2 separate regions of the Mus musculus genome follow, and region 1 is linked to region 2. Evidence: chromatin contacts called from public HiChIP or PLAC-seq data. All regions are on one chromosome and are shown on one strand. Each heading gives the region's core, a stretch centred on a gene start, on an enhancer-like site or on the middle of the called end of the contact. The rest is flanking DNA. Distances are from core to core; before and after follow the strand shown.

Region 1 (3,378 bases), core at 478-2,977, 2.9 Mb before region 2:
TCTCTGAGTGGCCGAGCAGCAGTTTATCCTGAAAGAAGGGTGAGCCAGCGGCCAGCACACAGCGGTGAGCACGCAGAGAAGCCTCACGGATGCGCACGGTCACATCACAGAAGTGACCGCCTAGCCTCTGCCCATTGAGGGTCTCCAGTAGTGAGCGCGAAAAGTTCTGTAGGTGGATGTGGTGCACTGCCTCTGTGGCTGCCATCTGCAAGAGGAGGAGACAATGCGGATGGCTGTTTTCTTTTCTAGTCTACCCTAGTCAGATTTCCATATCCTAGTACCACGAAGGCCCCAAGCAGATCTATGACTACCTCAAGAACCAGGTCCCATTAACTACTGTTATGTGGAGGTTTTCAGAAGGGTGGGGAGGCAACTTGCCTCCTGGCCGAATCATTTAGGAACACCCCTTGAGGCTGAGGATTTGTGCCTGCCATACCCAAGGGAAGCAAATAAACAGTACATATAACAAGGCCTTTGCAACCTTGTTTCTTCTTTGCATCACCTGAGAGGTGCTAACTTTGGGCTTTGAAAATGCACCAGTGATGTGAAAGGCCAGCAAGCTGAAATTCAGTGTTGTTTAGCAATCCCCATAGTTCTTATGAACCCGAGACTATCATCCTGGCACTAATCATACTGAGGGAAGACAGATTCTTCCATCACACACACACACACACACACACACACACACACACACGCACACGCACACACACACACACACACACACACACACACACGCCCTCCGCAAAGGAGCTGGGAATCAGAATTGTCAGTTAACCCATCAAGCAAATATCTCCAGGTCTCTGGGCCTGTTTCCTTATTCAGCAAACAAGGGTGTTTCCCTTGGATCAGATTGCATACACTGCTCTAAGGGAAGAGAATCAAGATTCAGGATTCGCCCTGACCACCAGCCTGTCTCTCTAGGACAGACCCAGAGCAGGGCCCCATTTAATCCTGCCCCTTACAAAAGGACTACTGAGATCTCAGACTCAACGATTCTAGATCCTTAACACAAAAACACCCTTCCCTTTCTCTCGGAGTATTGCACACATTGTGTCAGTTACCACTGGCCTGGCCTACTGGAAGTCGCCATGCAGGGTCCCTTCCACACTCCCACCTCCAGGCCTTTCCCTCACGTGGCCGCCAGAGGGAGCCTGCGAACCGGGTTTATCTGGGACCTCTATGATGATGAATTAATTCTTCAAACCCACCAAGGCTTTGAACCTGTCTCTGCCAAGCGGCCTCCTTTTTCAAATAATATGCCAACCCATAACTCTTCCTCAACCCCATCCATACCCTACTTCTCGAACGCCCGGACTCCTCAGATGCAGCAGAACCTTCCTGAATGCCTCAGAACAAAGGCACACTCTCCCACATCTCCTACAGCATTCTCGCTACAACTCCCTCACCCATGCCATGCACCTTGTTCCATCAGCCTGTCTCACTCCCACCCTATCTATGCCAGAGTCCCCTTCAGGCCCGCTACATCTACCCCCAGTTTCCCGCCTCCGCACCCTGCCCCGATCCTGCAGCGCCCTCTTGTGTTCGCAACGTGCACACCGATCCTCACGCAGGCGTGCCGCTCCTGGCACGCCCCAGCCTTCTCTGGGACTCTGAGGCAGGGGGATGCCCGCTCGACCCCACCTCCGACTCCTCAGGCAGCAGGTCCTGCAGGTCCTCCTGCTTGTCAACTTGAAGGCCGCACTTCCGGGCGCTGAAGCGGAACAGATAGCCTCGGCACAGGCGGAACGATAGTCGGGAGCACGTTTCCGGTGTTCCTCTTTAGACTAGGCAGTCGTTGAGCAGAACTTCCGGTCTGGTCCGCGCCACAACCAAAATCGCAGAAGCTGGGGACCGAAGAGCTGGGGATCAGTAGGCAGAAGGAGCAGGAGTCCGTCGTCTCCAGGCTGATCCGAGCGAGCTGTCAATCACTCCTCGGGCCACGCCCTCAGTACTCTCAGCGGGTCTGGAGAGGGCGCTGGATGGAATCCAGAGGCTTTTTTTTTTTCTCCCAGGTGGCTTTTCTCTTACACGGGAAAAGTTTCTCTCTCTCTCTCTCTCTCTCTCTCTCTCGATTTATTTATTTTCTATTTATTTTATGCGAGTACATTATTAACTCTCTTCAGACACACCAGAAGAGGGCATCAGCTCCCATTACCGATGGCAGTGAACCGCTGAGCCATCTCTTCAGCCCCGAGAAGTTTCTCTTGAGTCACTTCTGCTCGCACCCCAGATGAAGAAGCTTTGCAGAGCTTCCCTGCAGTCATCTAAAGAACACAGGCCCACCTTCCCAAGGAAGCCTCCTCATTCGGTGCTCCCACCTCACCCCACCCAGACTCTCGGGAATTCGCTGCTCTATAAATGAATGGTTGAAGAACCCCAGCTTGGCCACAGATCAGAATAGAATGTAGGACACGAAGTGGGCTCGGAAGTAGTCAGATACCAAGGAGCAGGGACTAAGTGCGTAGAGGGAGAGAACAGCCAGAGAGTTGTCCAAGCGGGGCTCCTACGTGGTCCTTTTGTTGTCCAAGACACCCATGAACCAAACCTCTCAAGTGGTGGGTTGGCCTTCCCTTCCCCTCTGTTCTTGGGGCAATCAATCAACCACTATGTAAGGCAAAAGAGAGGCATAGAGCTCTGGGCCTCCGTGTGAATGGTACTGAGGAATCTAGTGGGTGGTGCCGCATGAGGAAGATGTCAGGATGTTTTGTTCCCCATCCTGGACCCATGCTGGGTAGCTGTGTTGTATGTGTGTTTGAAAGTCTGGGGAAGCCAGGCGGTGGTGGCGTATGCCTATAATCCCAGCACTTGGGAGGCAAAGGCAGGAGGATCTCTGAGTTCGAGGCCAGCCTGGTCTACAAAGTGAGAGTTCCAGGATAGCCAAGACTATACAGAGAAACCCTGTCTCGAAAAACCAAAAAAAAAAAAAAAAAACAAAAAAAAAAACCTCAGAGGTTGAGGCAGGAGCGTCAGAAGTTCAAGGTCACCCCCCAGATATCAGAGTTGAGCCCAATCTGGGTTACATAGGATGCTATAGGAGGGGGGGGACCCTCAAAATTTAACAGCTAGGAATGCTTGTAATCCTATTACTTGAGAGGGAGAAGCTGGACGAATGGGAGTTTAAGACAGCCTCAACCATAAGAACCTGCTTAGCAAAACAAAACAAAAACAATAAAAAACACCCAAGTAAATGAGCTGGGACAATTGCTTGCATGCATGAGATCCTGGGTTGAAATAATTAATAGCAGGCTAGAGAGATGGCTCAGCAGTTAAGAGCACTGACTGCTCTTCCAGAGGTCCTGAGTTCAACTCCCAGCAACCACATGGTGGCTCACAACCATCTGTAATGGGGTCTGATGCCTTCTTCTGGTGTGTCTGAAG
Region 2 (3,304 bases), core at 24-2,523:
TTATCGGTAGTAGGACCTCAGGCTGGCCCTGCCTCATTTCCAGCCTCAGTTTCCTCCCCTGTAAGATGGAGACAGAATGGCTGGAGAGCCCCTCAATGGACTTCAGGGGTGCAGAATCCATTCAGCAAGCACTTTTCAATCACTTACTGCAAGCCAGCTGATTATCAGATGCAGATGGAGGAAAAAGTCATCAAGAGAAAATGGCTGGTCTTTCTACGCCTGCCTCTAGCAGGGGCACAATTAATAGCGCTGGCAGGTAACTAACCAACATCATCACCTCCTTCACACTACAGAAGGGGAAACTGAGGCCAGAAAAGAACTGGGGTTAACAGCACCGGCACTCACTGATCAGAAACCAGTAAGAGTTTTTTGTTTTGTTATTTGTATTGCTGGGAACCGAACCCAGGATCTGGTGCATCTCATGCAAACACTCTACCACTGAGCTACACCCTCACCCTACAATCTATCCTATATTACTTTTTCTTTTCGGGGCACAGGGTCTTACTACATCACCCCGGTTGCCTCTAACAAGCAGCTTAGCTGGCCTGGAACTATCTACCTGCCTCTACTTCCGAATGCTGGGATTAAAAGTGTGCATCAACACCACCACTCCGTGACTCAGTTCGCCCTTTTCATGTACACACTGGGAGGTGCGACCACTGTTAACTCACACTACAATCCAGGTACGGGACATCCCCAGACCTCCCAACAGCGCTTATGAGTAAACCCCCAACTACACCACACCTTGTATTCTCTAACTCATGCCGCTCAGTGAGGGGGAAGGGAAACAGCCTGTCGGGAAGGAAAGGTCCCCAGAGAAACCCGATGCTACCCTTCCCCTCCCCTCAGCGCTGAGTCACGTGTTCAAAGTGGCCCCAAGTATCAGTTTCCATTTTCACTGGTGAGATGTCACTCAGATGTCAGATGCCAGGGATCGGGCTCAAGTCTCTGTTACCTCCATCCCACCCGCTTGGAAATCCCTCCCTTTGGGTCTGAAATACAGTCATCGTACTCGGTTACCAGACCCTGGTAGATAGGGGGAGGGGCAAAGAAAAGGGTGGGAGAGGGTCTCCTGGCACAAAGGTTGGGGAGCAGAGAAAGGGCACAACGAGCCGGGAGCAGGAAAAGGGGGAACTGCAGTCACCCGGACTTACCAATACACGACTCGAACGGCGAGCGCCATAGCTGCACGTCGCATCCCCGCACAACACGAGGACCCGACCCACAAGCAACAAGGACCTCAAGCTCTGAGCGTGGGGCCGTGCGCACAGCCGACTGCCTCACGAGTCAGAGCAAACCAAGTGCGGGGGTGGAGAGTGGGCAGAGCTACGGGAGGACCGAGGTTCCGGAGCACGGCGGGGTCTGTGGCCAGGGGCGCGAACCTCAACGCAAGACTCCATGATATCTTGATATCTGGGGTTCTCTTGATATCTGGGGTTGTCTCCATAGACAGCGTCTCTGGGACCAGTAACCTGAGAGCCCCTCGCCGTCCCTTCTCTATGCCATAATGGTTCAGTCCTCAGGGCGGTGGCTCGAGGCAGAGAATTGGTTGAGACTGAAGTTCAGTTACAGAGTGGCTGAGAGGGGCAGGGCAGGGAAATCGACGCATTGGGAGACAGGCAATTGGGATGGATCCCTCCTCCCCAGCGCTAACTGGACCAGACTAAATGAACCTTAGGTCTGGAAAACTGAAACTAGGAGTCCCAGTGTGCGCTTTAGGTCCAGCTGTCTCACCACCGACAGACCCCCTGCGCACCCCCAAAACCATGCAACCCCTCTTTTTGCGCCTTCCCGCTCCCTTCCAGCTGCCTTCCAGCAGAAGGATATATAGAAAGTCCTGGAATGGGGCTTGGACTGTAGCGCAGTTGGTAGAGAACTTGCCTACCATGTATAAAGCCCTAGTTTGGGTCCCTAGCACACTGTTATCTGGGGGCTGTGGTACAAGCCTGTAATCCCAGCATTTGGGAAGAAGAAACTGAAGGACTGAGTTCAAGGTTATCCTTGCTACACAGGGAGTTTGACGCTAGTCTGGGCTACATGAGCAGTTGTCTCGAAACAAAAAATCCAGGCGTTGCCTTTAATGCCAGCAGTCAAGAAATCTCTGTGGGTTCGAAGCCAGTCTAGCCTACGTAGAGCGTTCCAGGACAGACATGAGAGACCGTCTCAAGGGGGAGAAAAAGGTAAAAGTGGACAAAATATTTGAGTTTAGGATTCCTGAGCCTCACTTTCTCCTCCTTGAAAGCTGGACAGATAACAGGAGATAGTCATTCCCACAGAATTTTTTTGCTCTCTAGTTTCTTATCCTCCACACCCTATGAACAAACGGCAATGGCATGCCCACCCCCTCCCTCCCCTCTCTCTACTTTCCCACCACCACCACCACCACCACCAAGGATGGCTCACCAGCAGAGATGTTTATCTGTCACCTGACTTCTTTAATTGACTTCAACCGGCTATCCCCGCCAATGGTTAACTAGGGACCAAATAAGGAAATTTTCCCACCTAGCCCTCTGGTTCCCCATCAGTACCCTACCCTGCACACAGATGATGGGCTGTGATTCTACCCACAGAAAAATGAAATTTGAATCATTCACTCCCCATTTGACTTCATAGGAGTGCGTTGGCAACTGAGGATTCAGAGGCCTAAAAGCAGTAAGAAAACTGTATTTCCCTAAAAGGATGCTTGTTCATGCACTTGGACTCCTGGAAAGAATGAGAGCCAGAATCTGCTGTGTGTGGTGGGGAGAACTCAGTGAAGATAACCAGGAACCTTCTGTGTCCTCGTTGGGCATCTCCAACAGGCTAAATTCAGTGTCGCAGCCTCTCTGTCTCGAGACGGAGGACCTGTGACCACAGTCTGAAAAGGAATAAAGAGTCAGTCTGGAAGAACCAGGAACAGAGACTGAGTCAAGGGTCAAGAATAAATGTTCCACAGTCCCGAGTTTTCCTGTGGTTCCCAACACCCTTGGAACAAAATCCCAAACCTTAGCATGGATGGCCCCTCTGACCCTTTCTCCCAACACCCCAGTGACAGGGACCACTGGGACCTTAGCCACATTCTTGTCTCAGGGCCTTCACACATGCTGATTTAGCCCTCTCACCCCGAGTCCTGCTTTTCCTCCAAGAATCAGCTGCAACCATGGAGGAAAAACAATTCTTTCTGGAAAAAGTCTGCTTTGTGTTCGACACAAGTTGTACCAGTTTATTTGCCCTTACAAAGTGCCCTAACCCCAGTGGCTTACACTGCAGACACACCTCATCTCGTGCTCCTGGTGGGCAGAAATCTGAGATCAGGTAGCTGCAG

The links. HiChIP or PLAC-seq counts read pairs in DNA pulled down with a chosen protein or histone mark.
Region 1: a contact with region 2 is called in an H3K4me3 HiChIP or PLAC-seq map of stem cell-derived neural progenitor cells, with 30 times the contacts expected there. The contact joins the promoter of Zbtb45 here to the promoter of Selenow in region 2. A contact is called at or near these places in 4 of 39 promoter capture datasets (cranial neural crest, hippocampal neurons, maxillary cranial neural crest and 1 more), 2 of 115 datasets of contacts at active chromatin or transcription factors (astrocytes and stem cell-derived neural progenitor cells) and 1 of 9 other capture datasets (embryonic stem cells).

What each region holds. Positions count from the first base shown.
Region 1 is chr7:13,008,125-13,011,502 of GRCm38.p6, forward strand. Zbtb45 (zinc finger and BTB domain containing 45) reads right to left here and starts at 1,728. Exons shown (of 3, transcript NM_001360833.1): 1 at 1,512-1,728; 2 at 1-205. The coding sequence starts at 205.
Region 2 is chr7:15,921,098-15,924,401 of GRCm38.p6, forward strand. It overlaps Selenow (selenoprotein W), which reads right to left and starts at 1,274. Exons shown (of 6, transcript NM_009156.2): 1 at 1,155-1,274. The coding sequence starts at 1,183.